Regions from separate parts of the Mus musculus genome. Here all the other regions are linked to region 3. The links are chromatin contacts, called in public HiChIP or PLAC-seq and capture Hi-C maps. All regions are on one chromosome and are shown on one strand. Each heading gives the region's core, a stretch centred on a gene start, on an enhancer-like site or on the middle of the called end of the contact. The rest is flanking DNA. Distances are from core to core; before and after follow the strand shown.

Region 1 (2,997 bases), core at 303-2,802, 410 kb after region 3:
TTCATGAGAGTGCTGAAAAGTCAGGCCCCTAGCATGCTCTAGATTCTCTTCAACTGTTGGTGTCTCCACACAGTGGGGACAGGCAGGCCTCCAGATCTCAGTGCACTGCCATGTCTAGCTGCTCTAATGCACAAAGTCTTTAAAAAAGACTTGTGCTGCACTCTGGAGGCAGAGGCAGGCAGATCCACAGCTAAACAGAAAACTCTGCCTCGAAAAGCAAAAAAACAAAGAGTTGTTTTATTTTCACATCTGTGTCTGTGTGTTTGTCTGTGGGGTTGGGGCTTGTGCAAGTGTATGCAGTGCTCTCCAAGTGCAGAGCAAGAACAAGGGTTTATAGGCAGTTGTGAACCACCAGAGCTGGGAACTGAATTCAGACCCTCTGCAAGAGCAGAAAATTCTTACCCACTGAGCTGTCTCTCCAATTTATCCCTCTCTCCTCCCTTCCCCAGCCCCTCTCCCTCCCCTCTCTGACACTGGAGCTGGAACCCAGCACCTCTTGTATGCTAGGCATTCTTGGGGTATCCTCACCAGTTCATATTGGGTTAAGGTCCACTGTGGTTTTGAGTAGGACACACAGTGTTCAAGTGACAGCACATCCAGCCGAAAGCTCCTGTGTTCCACCGGGAAAACATGAGAGCAGTGGCCTGTCCACTTCAGCAACAGCCCCTCTCCTGCCAGCTCCAGACCCCCAGTCCCTGACAGCAGTGCTAAGACAGCAGAGAAAGCTCAGCCCCAAGACTTCGTGAGAAACTGCAGGGGTGAGCTCAAGGAGCCACAGCAAACGCCCACAGGTCAGGTTGACAGAGGGCCCAGAACCAGGAAAATGGGTCCTGGAGAAGGGGCTTGCGATGAACAGAGAGCTTGGCAAGCTTGCGGGAGATATGGAGGGACTCCAGCCAGAAAACTGGGACCTCAGAAAGCGTGGCTTAGAAGGGAAAGGGAGGCTGACAGTGGTTATAGACAAAGCTAGGTCCTCAGGTGGGAACGGGACCCCACATGAGGTTGGGGTGCACCCCTCAAGGAAGGAAAAGAGCCAACTGCTGCTGCTTTAGAAGTGAGTCAGGGAAGCAGCTTTCAAAAGAATGGGGTCAGACTAAGAGGACTAGTGTAGCCTTTCCTCGTGGGGCTCCATTCCTGCGTCACTGAATGATATGAAAATGCTGCATACCTGAACACATATGGACAAAACAGAAATCATATCTGCTACAGCCTTTGTGTCCTTCACCCCAAAAAAGTTAATAAATAATCTATATGAAGGGTCTATTTCCCTTAGGGAGCAGTAGGAAGCCTCAACGCTATCTCAGGGTTTGAGCAGGTCTAATAGTGTCAAGAGAATTCCACCAAACCATGCTTTTCAAGGGATCCCCAAAGAATCCTAGAGACACTGGCACCAAAGGTGTGGAGGGAAAACCTGGGCAGGAAGTACAGTGCCCTTGGCCCCTAAGAAGCTGGCTTGATAGGGACAGAACACAGAACAATTAACCAGTTGATCCTAACAAGACCCTGGGGAACAAGCCAGGCAATGAGGACAGAGGGTAAGCTGTGCTCTGCCAAGGCCTTGCACAGACTTTTGTAGGGACAGAAAACTGCCTCACGCGTCACACTCTGTCCAGGAGCTTTTCCCAAGAAGAGCTGGCTTACCTCCCACCAAGCATCCCAAGGCCAGAAGCAAACCTTCCATAGGTGAGTAAAGTCGGGGGTTGGGGGGAGTAAGGGGGCCACACCAGGCAGTGAGCCTGGAGGGTATAGCCAAGCCTACTGTGTGACCTGGGACAAGTGGCTTTGCCTTTCTGGGTCTCACTTAAGTTGTGTCTATTTAAAAAAAAAAAAAAAGATGCAAGAAAATGGGCAGTTCTGCCAAGTAGTGAGTATCTGGGTCCTGCGTGTCAGGGTTGCTTCTGAAACAAGGTCGTATGTAGCCCTGGCTATTCTGGAGCTTGTCATCCTCCTGCTTCAGCTTTCTGAGTGTTGGCGTGGCAGATGAGCCCACCATGCTCAGCTTGTATAGTATGGTATTAAGAGGTTTGGAACAAGACAGATTGTGAAGTATGGGGCCATTGATAATTTCCTGAGTCCCCTTGTGTATGAATGGAGATAAAAGCCTTACCTGGAATGCTGAGTGTGATGCAGGGGCCTCCACCCACTCTTTGTAAGGAGCTTCTCATGGACACTAGCTACCAGCTATTAGCAGCAGCTCACCCGGAGCCAGGCGCACAGGGAGCCAGTGCAAGATTTTCTACAGCACAGAGGCAGCTCCCTCTCGCCTTGACCAGGCACACTATAGAGATTAATCCTGGTACCAAGGACACCAATGAAGGGACAAGCTGAGAGGCAACGGGAGGAGGAAGCCTGGGTGTGGACATCCATGCCTGTCATCCCAATATATAGGATGCTGAGGCAGGATGGCTATAGAGTGAGACTCCATTCCCAAAAGCAAAGGCTAAGGGTGTGGCACAGTAGAAAAGCAAGCACATGCCAGCAGAGTCCCTGTATTCAGCAAATAATAATAATAATAATTTAAAAGTGAAAAAAGGAGGAAGAGGAGGGGAAGAGGAAGAGGAAGAAAGAATGAGAAGGGAGAAGAAGAAGAGAGAGAGAGATAAGGGGCAGACAGGATGGTCAGGACCCTTCAACAGCTACGGTCCTGCCACTGTCCACCCAGTGCCCTGCCTTGAGAGATGTGACTTCAGTGGGCTGAGGCTGAGCCAGGGGACCCAGAATCAGGCCAAACATGGAGATAGGCTTGACGTCACCTGTAGGGACCTGAACAAGCCCAGCAAGAATCAGGACACCTAAGAGGAGTTAAGGACCTTGGGTCAGTGGCCTTGAGCAAAGAATGGCGTTAGGATCTGAAATGTGTGTGTGTGTGTGTGTGTGTGTGTGAGAGAGAGAGAGAGAGAGAGAGAGAGAGAGAGAGAGAGAGAGAGAGAGAGAGAGAACTCCAGCTTGGCTAGGTTTAGTACTGGCACACACCTTTAATCCCAGCAACCCAGAGGC
Region 2 (3,403 bases), core at 719-3,218, 480 kb after region 3:
GCAAGTTGTTCAGTGGATAAAGGCACTTGCCAGCAAGCCTGATATACTCAGTTCAATTCCTAGAACCCAGATCATGGAACCCAGATGTAGCATGGTGTGTGCATGGGATGGCTCACAAGCTAACATGGAACTGCTCTAGAGGGCGTGGATAAGGTCTCTGAGCATCTGCTCTGGGAGTCATGCCTCTGGAGCCTAGTGACCATGATCTGTGCAAGCCATTTGCACAGTCAAGAAGTGTTCAACCACTAGGGACATGAGCTGCCAGCCACCAAGCAGTCCACACCCTGCCCTCCACGTTGACCCTGATCTGCCCTCTTCTCAGCATGCCTCTGCAGACGTGGAGAAGATGATACTGGGGAATAAGTGTGATGTGAATGACAAGAGACAGGTGTCCAAGGAACGGGGAGAAAAGGTAGGTGTTGCCCTCGTGATCGTTTTCAGCTTGGGTGCTTCTTCCTAGTCTTTTTGCCATCCTGACTTGCCTGAGATAGAGAGATCCTTGTGAGGTGATAACCCTAGGCAAGACAGAGCTTCCTCGTGGCTAGCAATGAGAGCTTGGCAGTGAACTCTTATCTTGTCACCAGAACCAAGCAAGGCCAGGCACAGCTGGCATCACAGCAGGGAACAGAGCTGGCTTAGGCTATGCCACATTCCTCTCCTCTGCACCCTCCCCACGTGGTGTGCAGTACCATCACACAGTGAAGGTAACACCCTTAGCTTGAGTATGGTAGCAGCCCATCCCAGTTTCCATTCCTTAGGAAACAATGGGAGTCCACACTGTGTTCATGTGTCGCCTTCATTACAGCTGGCACTCGACTATGGGATCAAGTTCATGGAGACCAGTGCAAAGGCCAACATCAATGTGGAGAATGTGAGTCCAGTCAGATCCTGCAGGGAGCCATGGGCTTGTGGGATCAGTGCTCCAGGGCTGGAGGGGCTTTCCTTTGGGAGATTCAGCCTGGAGTATCCAGAGGGATTGGCCTCTGGCTCAGGATGCCCTCTGTCAGGCACTCAAGACACAGTCTCACTAGCTCAGCAAATGAGGGAAATCAAAGCTCAGATTCCAGTACCTAGTACCCACTACCTACACCCAGCTGTGTTCCTCTCAGCCACACTATTAATTCACATCCCCAGTGAGGATCCAGGTCCCAGTGCTGTGCCCTCATCCTTATGTTGTCCCCAAGGCAGTGCCAGCCTGGCACCTGGCCCTCAGCTTTTCTCACACAGCCCTAGTGACACTCAAAAACAGACCTGCAGAGCTACCTGTAATCTCAGCACTCAGGAGGCTGAGGCAGGATTGCTGAGACCAGCCTGGGCTACACATCAAGACTGGGGGCGGGGGCTAAATCGCTCACATCACTCCACAAAGTACCCAGAGGACGGTGGCCAAGGCCTTTGTCCTGTTCAATTCCCTTCACTCCTACTCCTCCCATAAGCCACTTGGGCCTGCCCTCCCCAGCCTTTGCTACACTCCTTTCCTGCCATCAGATTCTTGTTCCCCTGTCCAGGCCAGCCCATCTCCATGCACTCTCCCCTGGCCCCACTTTCCAGGTCTCCAACACTGCATGGAGATGCTAAATCCAACCTACCTCAGATTGTCCCCTCCATGGGACAGCAGTCATTTGCAAACTGGAATTTGTAGCTGTTCTTTAAAGAGAGGAGGAACCAGGCTTGATAGTGATGCCTGTTGTCCCAGTACTTTGGAGGTGGAGGCAGAAGAAACAGGAGATTTAAGGTCATGTTCAGCTACAGATGTCTAAGGCTAACCTAGACTCTCTAAAATTAAAATTAAAAAAAGGAATTGGCATGGACAGAACATAGCCATGGATAGATAATCCTTCCAGACCCTTCTGAACCAGTTAACCACGCAATACCTTTGGGCAAATCACATGGTCTATGAGCCTCATGTCATCAAGGGCCAACTGAGAATAATGCCTGCTCGCATTCACAGGATTGTTGGTTTGGGGGAAGGCCTTTGTTCCAAGGTGCTCTACAGGGGGTGACAGATGGGAGCCTGACTGGGGACAGGAGGCAGACCTCCCTTCCCTCTAGCCAATAACTTCCCACCACTAGAGGGTGCTGACGGCCTGTTCTTTCCACAGGCATTTTTCACTCTTGCCAGGGATATCAAAGCAAAAATGGACAAAAAATTGGTGAGTCCAAGTCCTTCCTCCATGTGGGGTTCTGTAGGATGCAGCCACCCTTGACTGGGACAGCACATCACTGCCCAGACCTGCCATCCTAGTGAGAGTGTGTGTGTGTGTGTGTGTGTGTGTGTGTCAGTCTGCATGTGTGTACATGCGCAAATGGCAGCCAGAAGTCAGTGTCAGTGTGCTCTTCATTCAGTTCCCACCTTAGCTTTTGAGACAAGATCTCTGATTGGACAGTGAACCTCGGGCCCTTCTGTCTCTCCTACCCTGACACTGGGATTATAAGTACCACCACCCTGGCTTGGTCTTTGTTCAGTTTTTTTACAGTATTATCTTATTGGCTTTTTCATAGTATGAATGTTTTGCCTGCATGAATGTCTGCACCAAATGCATGATTAGTGCACTCAGAGGCCAGAGAGACTGATAGGAACAGAGGTACAGATAGGAACTACCATGTCATTCTGGGAATTGAACCCAGGTCCTCTGGAAAAGCAGCCAGTGCTCTAAACAGCTCTTCAACGCTTATTTATTTATTTATCTGTTTGTTTGTTTGTTTATTTGTTTTTATTTAGAGTCTCCCTTTTGGGGCAGGGAGGACACATGTATGCTGGTACCTCAGAGGCATGGGATCCCTGTAGCTGAAGTCACAGATAGTTGTAAGCTGTACCTCATGGGTGCTGGAAATCAAGCCCAGGTCCTCTGCAAAAGCCACTGGTGCTCCAACTTGTGAGCTATCCAGCCTCCACACCTGGCTGATGTCTGCTGGGGGTCAACCTCAGACTGAGCCATCACTGCGACCCTTTCAAGCCTAGCAGGCCATTGCTGAGAAAAGAAGGCAAAGCTTTCCTGACTGAGCTTAACATGTCACTGAAGCCTGGGGACACTAGGAATACAATGTGACCCTGTCCCCTAAGCTCTTACCCTCCCCAGACCTACCTGTGTTACTAGAGATCAGAGAACAATGGTTAGTCCTGAGGCTCTTTTTTTTTTTCCTTTGAGACAGGGTTTCTCTGTATAGCCCTGGCTGTCCTGGAACTCACTTTGTAAACTAGGCTGGCCTCGAACTCAGAAATCCACCTGTCACTGCCTCCCAAGTGCTGGGATTAAAGGCGTGTGCCACCACCGCCCGGCTCCTGAGGCTCTTTGAAGTGTGATCACCCAACAGAATGCGTGAAATACAGCCTGCCCCACACGTTCAACTGGGCTCTGAGCCACCAGTGAGGCACAAGGTGGACTCGTGGCATCTCTTCATG
Region 3 (2,998 bases), core at 418-2,917:
TAGAGGAATGACACGTGCTCAAAGAGGCATCAGGGTGGATACTGACACGCTCAGACGTTCTGGATCATTCTCCCAGAGTGAGGGATGCGGAGGATGCTGGGTGCTTCAGGGACAGTTCCTTCTGTGCGTCCCAGCTGGACGTGGGGTCCCCAGGTTGGTGTTTGTCCCTGTGACCCTGAGCCCGGGGTCACCCAGCGCTTAGCTGGGTAGGACGAGCTGATCAACTGACCCCATGGCAGCTCCGTTCAGGTTTGTACTAGCTCCTTAACCCTGGGCAATTTTCTTTTTACGAGGAACTTGGAATTTTACCGACAAAAAGAGAGTTCCTATAAAGATAAAGCTTCGGAGGCCCAGGTCTTGATGGCCCTGCTTTCACACCCCAGCTTTCCGGAGGTAACGCCCTGCCTTCACACAGCTTCTCCGAGGCTACACAGCGTCCCCCAGCCCCCCACCCCCAACCGGGAAAGAAAGCCCAGCCCGGCCCACTTCCCAGACAAGGAAACGGAGGCTGGGAAGGTGCTGGCCATTTCCTTGCCCTTCCAATTAGCAGAGCAGCCTCATAGGCCTGGCGTCTGGGGTCACCCTAGATCCCTACCCTCTAAGCGGGTCCCATTCTCTCGTCCCTCTTCCGGTGACGTTTACACCAGGATTACAATAACCTCTTTAATTTTTACAATCAAGATAAAATGTCACAGACACAAGATCCCTGTAATCAAGAGTAAAGTAAACACGCCGGCCCCAGCCCCACCCTTGCTGGGCTGTTAGCGCCTCCTGAGGGGACCCGAGGCAGGGGATCAGCTTAGCACAGGGACTTGGACCAGGCACCCACTTCTGCCTCCAGCGCCCCTCCACGCAGGACAGGGAACAAAAGTCCGCGGGGTTCCAGACCTCGGAGGGGGCAGCAGAGTAGTCTCCTGGGGCCCCTACAGGATCTTCGCAATCTCAGCTATTGAGGGGAAACGCCACGCCCAGGGGAAGGGATCCGGCCTGGGCTGGCTGCGCAAACACTGACCAGATGGGCACCAACTAATGTCCCCTAAGCGGCCGCACCTTCTCCTCCTGACTCCACAGAGTGTGACAGGCCAGGATGAGAAAGTGAAAGTGGGGACCCGAGACCAAGCACTCAGGAGGAAGGTAGACTGTTCAAAGACAGTCTCAGAAAAAAAAGGAGAAAAAAGAAAAGAATGGGAAATTTACCCCAAAGCGTCAGAACCTCGGTTAGCAATACAGACTATCAATTTAACTATGCTGCCACCACCACGCCTCGCAGTTTACTTCACCACAGCCTAACTCCCATACAGGGAAAGTTTCACAAACTCGAACAGGGGAAACCGAGTCAGAGCCGAGGCCACCCGGCTGTGCAGACACTGGGGAAAACGCGGGCTTCTGATCCTGGAAAGTAGCGGGGCTACTTCGCGGCGTCTAAGAGACCCGGAGCCCAGGAGTATGGCCGGGGCTGCGGAGCATCTTCAGCACGGTGCAGCTAGAAAGCGCCACAGATTTCAACTTCGCACCACCCCACCCGAGACCCTGGCACTCACTGCGATCGCGGGCTCCAGACAACCCCGGAGGCCACACTGTTTACCTGGGCGACCGCCTTGAGCTGGCTCTTGGCTACTCGCCTTCCTCCGCTTCTTCCCTGTTCTCCCTTTCCCGCTCCTCCCTCCAGTGAGTCGAGCTTCCTAGTAGCCAAGGAGAAAGTCTCCCTCCTTCCGCCCTCACCCCCCCCCCCCCCCCGTCTAGTTCCTTTCCCTTGCCCCTCCCCGTCCTGTTCTTCACTGTGGTCATGTTCTTCCCCACCTGTCTTTCTACCTGGACTTTGGCCCTTCCCCTCCCTCTAGGCGCCACCCTGCGTCCAGATTTACCCGAGAAGGTCCACGTCTCCACCCTCCTTCCCTCTTTCTTGGCCATGCCCATTCACTTTTATCCCTAACCCCCACCTCCTCCAGTGGACCTCTATTCCCAACCTGACCTCTTCCTCCTCCAGTCCTACCCCTCCCCTGGGAGTCTAACTCCCTCCAACCCCTCCTTCATTTAGAGCCCCATCTTCCTCTTCCACGCCACGAGAGGGAGCAGGAGCTCCCCTGTCCTGAGCAAGTCTGTCTGTCTGTCCCCTACTGCAGCGCCTCTCCCACAGCTCAGCCCAGGCTTCAACCTCCGCCCTCCTTCCTCATTTCAGCCCCTGCTGTAGCCTCTTGCCTCCCTCCCAGCCCCCCAGCTCAGCCAATGCTGCAGCTGCCCCCCCTCCTCCCTCTTCTCCTGAGGAAACATTCAGCCTGGAGGAGAGTGAGCTCAGAGACTTAGAAGATCCCAGGACCTTAAAACCTGTTGGTAGGCCCTCCAACTCCTAAATGCCAGGATCAGGTGTAAATCTCCTAGGAGCGTCCCCAACCACGCCCTTCCTCAGAAGTTACCTCAAAAACTTGGTGGTCTTAACTCTGAGTCCCAGGCCCTAGTAGCCTGCTGGAGGGAGAAGTAAGCTCCTAAACCGGAAACTGAGTCCTCCTGACACTGGCTCCCTGGACCAGTACACAGTGGGCAGAGCTCCAGGATTGTCCCTTGACGTGGTAATCCTTCCCTGAGTGCACCCAGAGGTCACAGCAGCCCTATTCACGGGCACTGGGATATTAGTGAACCATAAAAATGATTGAAGAGGCCCTGCTGTTGAGTGACAGCAGCTAGTACAAACGTCCCACCTGTGTCACACGGCAGAAAAATCCACAGACAAGGAGCAGGTCAGGGGCGGGAGGGATGATCTTGTGGGGGCAACCATGTTCTGGCAATGCAGCAGGTAAGGCTGCCGGGGGCCATGTTAACTGCCACTCACTCCAGCTCCCTGCCACAGAAAACACCTCTTCTGGCTCCTGCTCAGAATGCAGGTGACTCAGCCTGGACCTGCCTGACAAATGTTCACTCACTGCATAGTTGAGGTTTTGGAGTCACTTCGGTGAAAACGGCAATGGCATTATAAACAGGCAAGGACACCCCACCCAAGGCT
Region 4 (3,225 bases), core at 497-2,996, 330 kb before region 3:
CAGACCAGAACCTGGAGAAGCTGAAGCTGGAGTCGGAGAGATTGGAGCAGCATGCACAGAAGTCAGTGAACTGGCTGCTGTGGGCCATGCTCATTGTCGTGTGCTTCGTGTTCATCAGCATGATCCTGTTTATCCGAATCATGCCCAGGCTGAAATAAAACAAGAAAGCCTGCACACCAACCCACATGTCTTCAGTGCTAGCAGTGTGTGTGTGTGTGTGTGTGTGTTGCAGGGGGTGCCTGGGCTGCAGGGTGGTGCCAGCCAGGACACCTCTATCCTGAAGTCAGCCTACAGCCCTTCACCTGGCCACTCTGCTCCAAAGGCGTAGGGCAGCCTACAATACACAACAAAACCAAGTCTCAAAAACAGGAAGAAAAGTTAAAACCTGCCTGGGAGAGCAGTGGCCACGCAGATCCCCTCCCTAGGGAGGCAGACTGAGTTTAGGGCCAGCCTGGTATACACAGAAAATTATAGGCCAGACAGGGCCACATAGTGGGACCTTGACTCCATCTTCCAAAAATAGCACAAGAAAGGCTTGTCAGGCGGCTCAGTTGGTAAAGACACTTGCCACAAAGCCTGACAGCCTGAGTTCCACCCCAGAGCATGAGCAAAATAAGCAGTAAGAGTTAGGGACAAAAAAGCCAATCAAAAACTATATTTAGCCAGGCACTGGTGGCGCACGCCTTTAATCCCAGCACTTGGGAGGCAGAGGCAGGTAGATTTCTGAGTTCAAGGCCAGCCTGGTCTACAGCGTGAGTTCCAGGACAGCCAGGGCTATACAGAGAAACCCTGTCTCAAACAAACAAACAAAAAACAACAACAAAAACAAAATTAAAAACTAATAAATATATTTGGGCCGGGAGTAGTGGTGCATGCCTTTAATCCCAGCACTTGAGAGGCAGAGGAAGGCAGATTTCTGAGTTTAAGGTCAGCCTGGTCTACAAAGTGAGGACAGCCAGGGCTACACAGAGAAACCCTGTCTCGAAAAACCAAAAAAAAATATATATACATATATATGTGTGTGTGTGTGTATATAAATATAGATAGATAGGCTGGAAAGATGGCTCAGTGGATAAGAGCACCGACTGTTCTTCCGGAGGTCATCAGTTAAATCCCAGCAACCACATGATGGCTCACAACCATCTGTACAGCTACAATATTCTCATATACATGAAATAAATCTTTAAAAATAAATATATTAACTGTAATGGTAACTTCAGGGAGTCTGACATGCACACACACATAGTTAGCATAATAAACGTCACTTCTTAGGGTCTAGGGAGATGACTCAGTGTAAGAGTGTGACTCAAGTATGCAGATCTAGGTTCCAACCCCTAGTACTCTTGTAAAATGGCAGAGGTGGGGAGCAGGAACCTATCAACCCAGTGCTAGGAGGGAGATACAAGCAGATCTACCTGGAGCCCGCTGGCCAGCCAGAATACCTAAACAGGGACCATCAGGTTTCGGAGAAACTGTCAAAAAAAAAAAAGTAGGGCTGTACGACACTCAACGACCTGTATTGGTCTCTGAGTATGTACAAGGTCACACACACACAAAAATAATACAATTGCTAAAGAAAAAAATAAATTGGTAAACAAAAAAAAAAAAGCAGAAAGAAAAGAAAAAAAAAAAACTACCTTATTTTCCCAATAGACTGGGGTAAATGAATAGGCCAAACAGCATAGTGAAGGGCTGATTCCAACCCAGAGAGGAACACGCGCCGCAGGCTCCGCCCACCCTGAGAGCCCCGCCCTAGCGGCCGAGCGCCCGTGCCAACGGCTCCACCCGCAGTTCCTGCACAGCTGCGTTCCCGGCGGCAGGGCCAGACGGGGCTCTGGGACAGGTGACACCGAGTGGGATCCTCGGATAACCACAGGCGGGCGGGGGCTGGAAGCTTTGTGGGCCGTAACCCCGCGAGGCAAGAGGCGAAGGGGTCGTCTCGACTCGGACCCCAGTCGCCCTCCGCTGCTTTGCGCTCTTCCGGTTTCAAGAATGGGGCGGGGCCCGCGCTGCACCGCCAGCCACTCTCGAGCATGACGCCGCGGTGACGTCGCGGCGCCTCGTCAGTGCCCCTTTCCGGGATCCGCACTCTGGGTTGCGCGGCCAGCCAACCGCGCTCGCGTATGCAAATACATGCAGGTCCCGCCTCCAGGCGCGGCCGGCGGGGTCCTCTGGCCAGGCTCTCAGGCCCGGAAGCCACTTGCAATTCGCGCCCTGCCGCCAGGGGGCGCCAGAGAGCTGCAGCCCCACGCATGCCTGCCCCGGAGCGTCCGCGCTCCAGACGGCCGCAGAGCCAGCCCGGGCCGGGAGAGCTCTGCGTGAGGCCCCGGAAGATCGTGTTTGCGGATGAGCTGCGCCCCCGGGAGCCACTGCACCCTGAGAAGCATCCCAGAGATCTGGGACCCCGCCTCAACCCAGTACCTGACTACGAGCTGTGAGTGCCCACTCGTTGTAAGACCAGGTCTGGTCGTCTAGTCCAAGATAGCCCCTACCTTAGTCTCCTGAATTCATCATACCCACGTTCCCTCAGAGCTTCTTAATGCCTGGGAAACAGAAAGGGGCATTGAGGCTGGGGTTTTGATGGGCGAATAAGAGTTTATGAAATTAGGAAACGGAATTGGTGGTAGAAGGCATTTTGATTTGGTGGTCAGCACTGGCAAAGGAAAGCCAATTGCCGGGCCTAGCAGTGGTGACACACGCCTGTAATCCCAGCACTTGGGAGGCAGAGGCAGGCGGATTTCTGAGTTCGAGGCCAGCCTAGTCTATAGAGTAAGTTCCAGGACAGCCAGGGCTACACAGAGAAACCCTGTCTCAAAAAAACCAAAAGAAAAGAAGAAGAAAAGCCAATTGCCATGATGGGTGGAAAGACAGATTTCCCTCTACTTATACACTGACTGACCCCTTCCAACCTGGTAGTAAGTACCCACCAGTGACCAACAGAAGGGACCGGAGCCGCTATGCCGCAGTGTTCCAGGACCAGTATGGCGAGTTCTCGGAGCTCCAGCGGGAGGTGGGGGCCACACAGGCTAAGCTCCAGCAACTGGAGGCCCTGCTGCTGTCGCTGCCCCCGCCACGAAGCCAGGTCAGCCCAGGAACTCCTGTGCCCCAGCTTCCTGCGGCTGTGCAGCTTCTACTGGGTGGCATGCTGTCAGGGTCATGGTGGCCCTTCTGAGCCCCTTCCCACCTTGCCCTTTCAGAAGGAGGCTCGCATGGCAGCTCATGTCA

Evidence for each region. HiChIP or PLAC-seq counts read pairs in DNA pulled down with a chosen protein or histone mark. Capture Hi-C pulls out chosen DNA fragments and counts their contacts.
Region 1: a capture Hi-C map of embryonic stem cells shows a contact between it and region 3, with 6 times the contacts expected there. The contact joins the promoter of Olfr374 here to the promoter of B3gnt3 in region 3. A contact is called at or near these places in 10 of 39 promoter capture datasets (the 3T3-L1 cell line, the C10 cell line, the HPC-7 cell line and 4 more), 2 of 15 datasets of contacts at CTCF or cohesin (large pre-B cells and pro-B cells), 4 of 484 Hi-C or Micro-C datasets (differentiating embryonic stem cells and embryonic stem cells), 4 of 115 datasets of contacts at active chromatin or transcription factors (bone marrow-derived macrophages, embryonic hindbrain, embryonic stem cells and 1 more) and 4 of 9 other capture datasets (adipose tissue, embryonic stem cells, macrophages and 1 more).
Region 2: a contact with region 3 is called in an H3K4me3 HiChIP or PLAC-seq map of bone marrow-derived macrophages, with 2.5 times the contacts expected there. The contact joins the enhancer-like site here to the promoter of B3gnt3 in region 3. A contact is called at or near these places in 7 of 39 promoter capture datasets (the 3T3-L1 cell line, the HPC-7 cell line, cranial neural crest and 4 more), 4 of 15 datasets of contacts at CTCF or cohesin (the NIH/3T3 cell line, embryonic stem cells, large pre-B cells and 1 more), 17 of 115 datasets of contacts at active chromatin or transcription factors (the 230-238 cell line, astrocytes, bone marrow-derived macrophages and 9 more) and 2 of 9 other capture datasets (embryonic stem cells and pancreatic islet).
Region 4: an H3K4me3 HiChIP or PLAC-seq map of bone marrow-derived macrophages shows a contact between it and region 3, with 3 times the contacts expected there. The contact joins the promoter of Ocel1 here to the promoter of B3gnt3 in region 3. A contact is called at or near these places in 1 of 39 promoter capture datasets (cranial neural crest), 2 of 115 datasets of contacts at active chromatin or transcription factors (bone marrow-derived macrophages and pancreatic cancer cells) and 3 of 9 other capture datasets (adipose tissue, liver and pancreatic islet).

Annotation. Positions count from the first base shown.
Region 1 is chr8:72,105,488-72,108,484 of GRCm38.p6, forward strand. It overlaps Olfr374 (olfactory receptor 374), which reads left to right and starts at 1,553. Exons shown (of 2, transcript NM_146338.2): 1 at 1,553-1,683.
Region 2 is chr8:72,175,518-72,178,920 of GRCm38.p6, forward strand. Rab8a (RAB8A, member RAS oncogene family) reads left to right here. Exons shown (of 8, transcript NM_023126.2): 5 at 323-412; 6 at 806-871; 7 at 2,103-2,153. Among named protein-coding and RNA genes, the nearest start is that of Hsh2d, 12 kb to the right of the region's middle. Within about 2 kb of position 1,969, at least 33 of the 459 cell types and tissues checked have an H3K27ac peak or open chromatin away from gene starts, as enhancers often do. A contact at or near this core is called in bone marrow-derived macrophages and differentiating embryonic stem cells, where this site is marked.
Region 3 is chr8:71,700,133-71,703,130 of GRCm38.p6, forward strand. B3gnt3 (UDP-GlcNAc:betaGal beta-1,3-N-acetylglucosaminyltransferase 3) reads right to left here and starts at 1,668. Exons shown (of 3, transcript NM_028189.3): 1 at 1,586-1,668.
Region 4 is chr8:71,369,552-71,372,776 of GRCm38.p6, forward strand. It overlaps Ocel1 (occludin/ELL domain containing 1), which reads left to right and starts at 1,747. Exons shown (of 4, transcript NM_029865.2): 1 at 1,747-2,434; 2 at 2,917-3,082; 3 at 3,198-3,225. The coding sequence starts at 2,124. Use1 (unconventional SNARE in the ER 1 homolog (S. cerevisiae)) reads left to right here. Exons shown (of 8, transcript NM_025917.4): 8 at 1-181. The coding sequence ends at 158.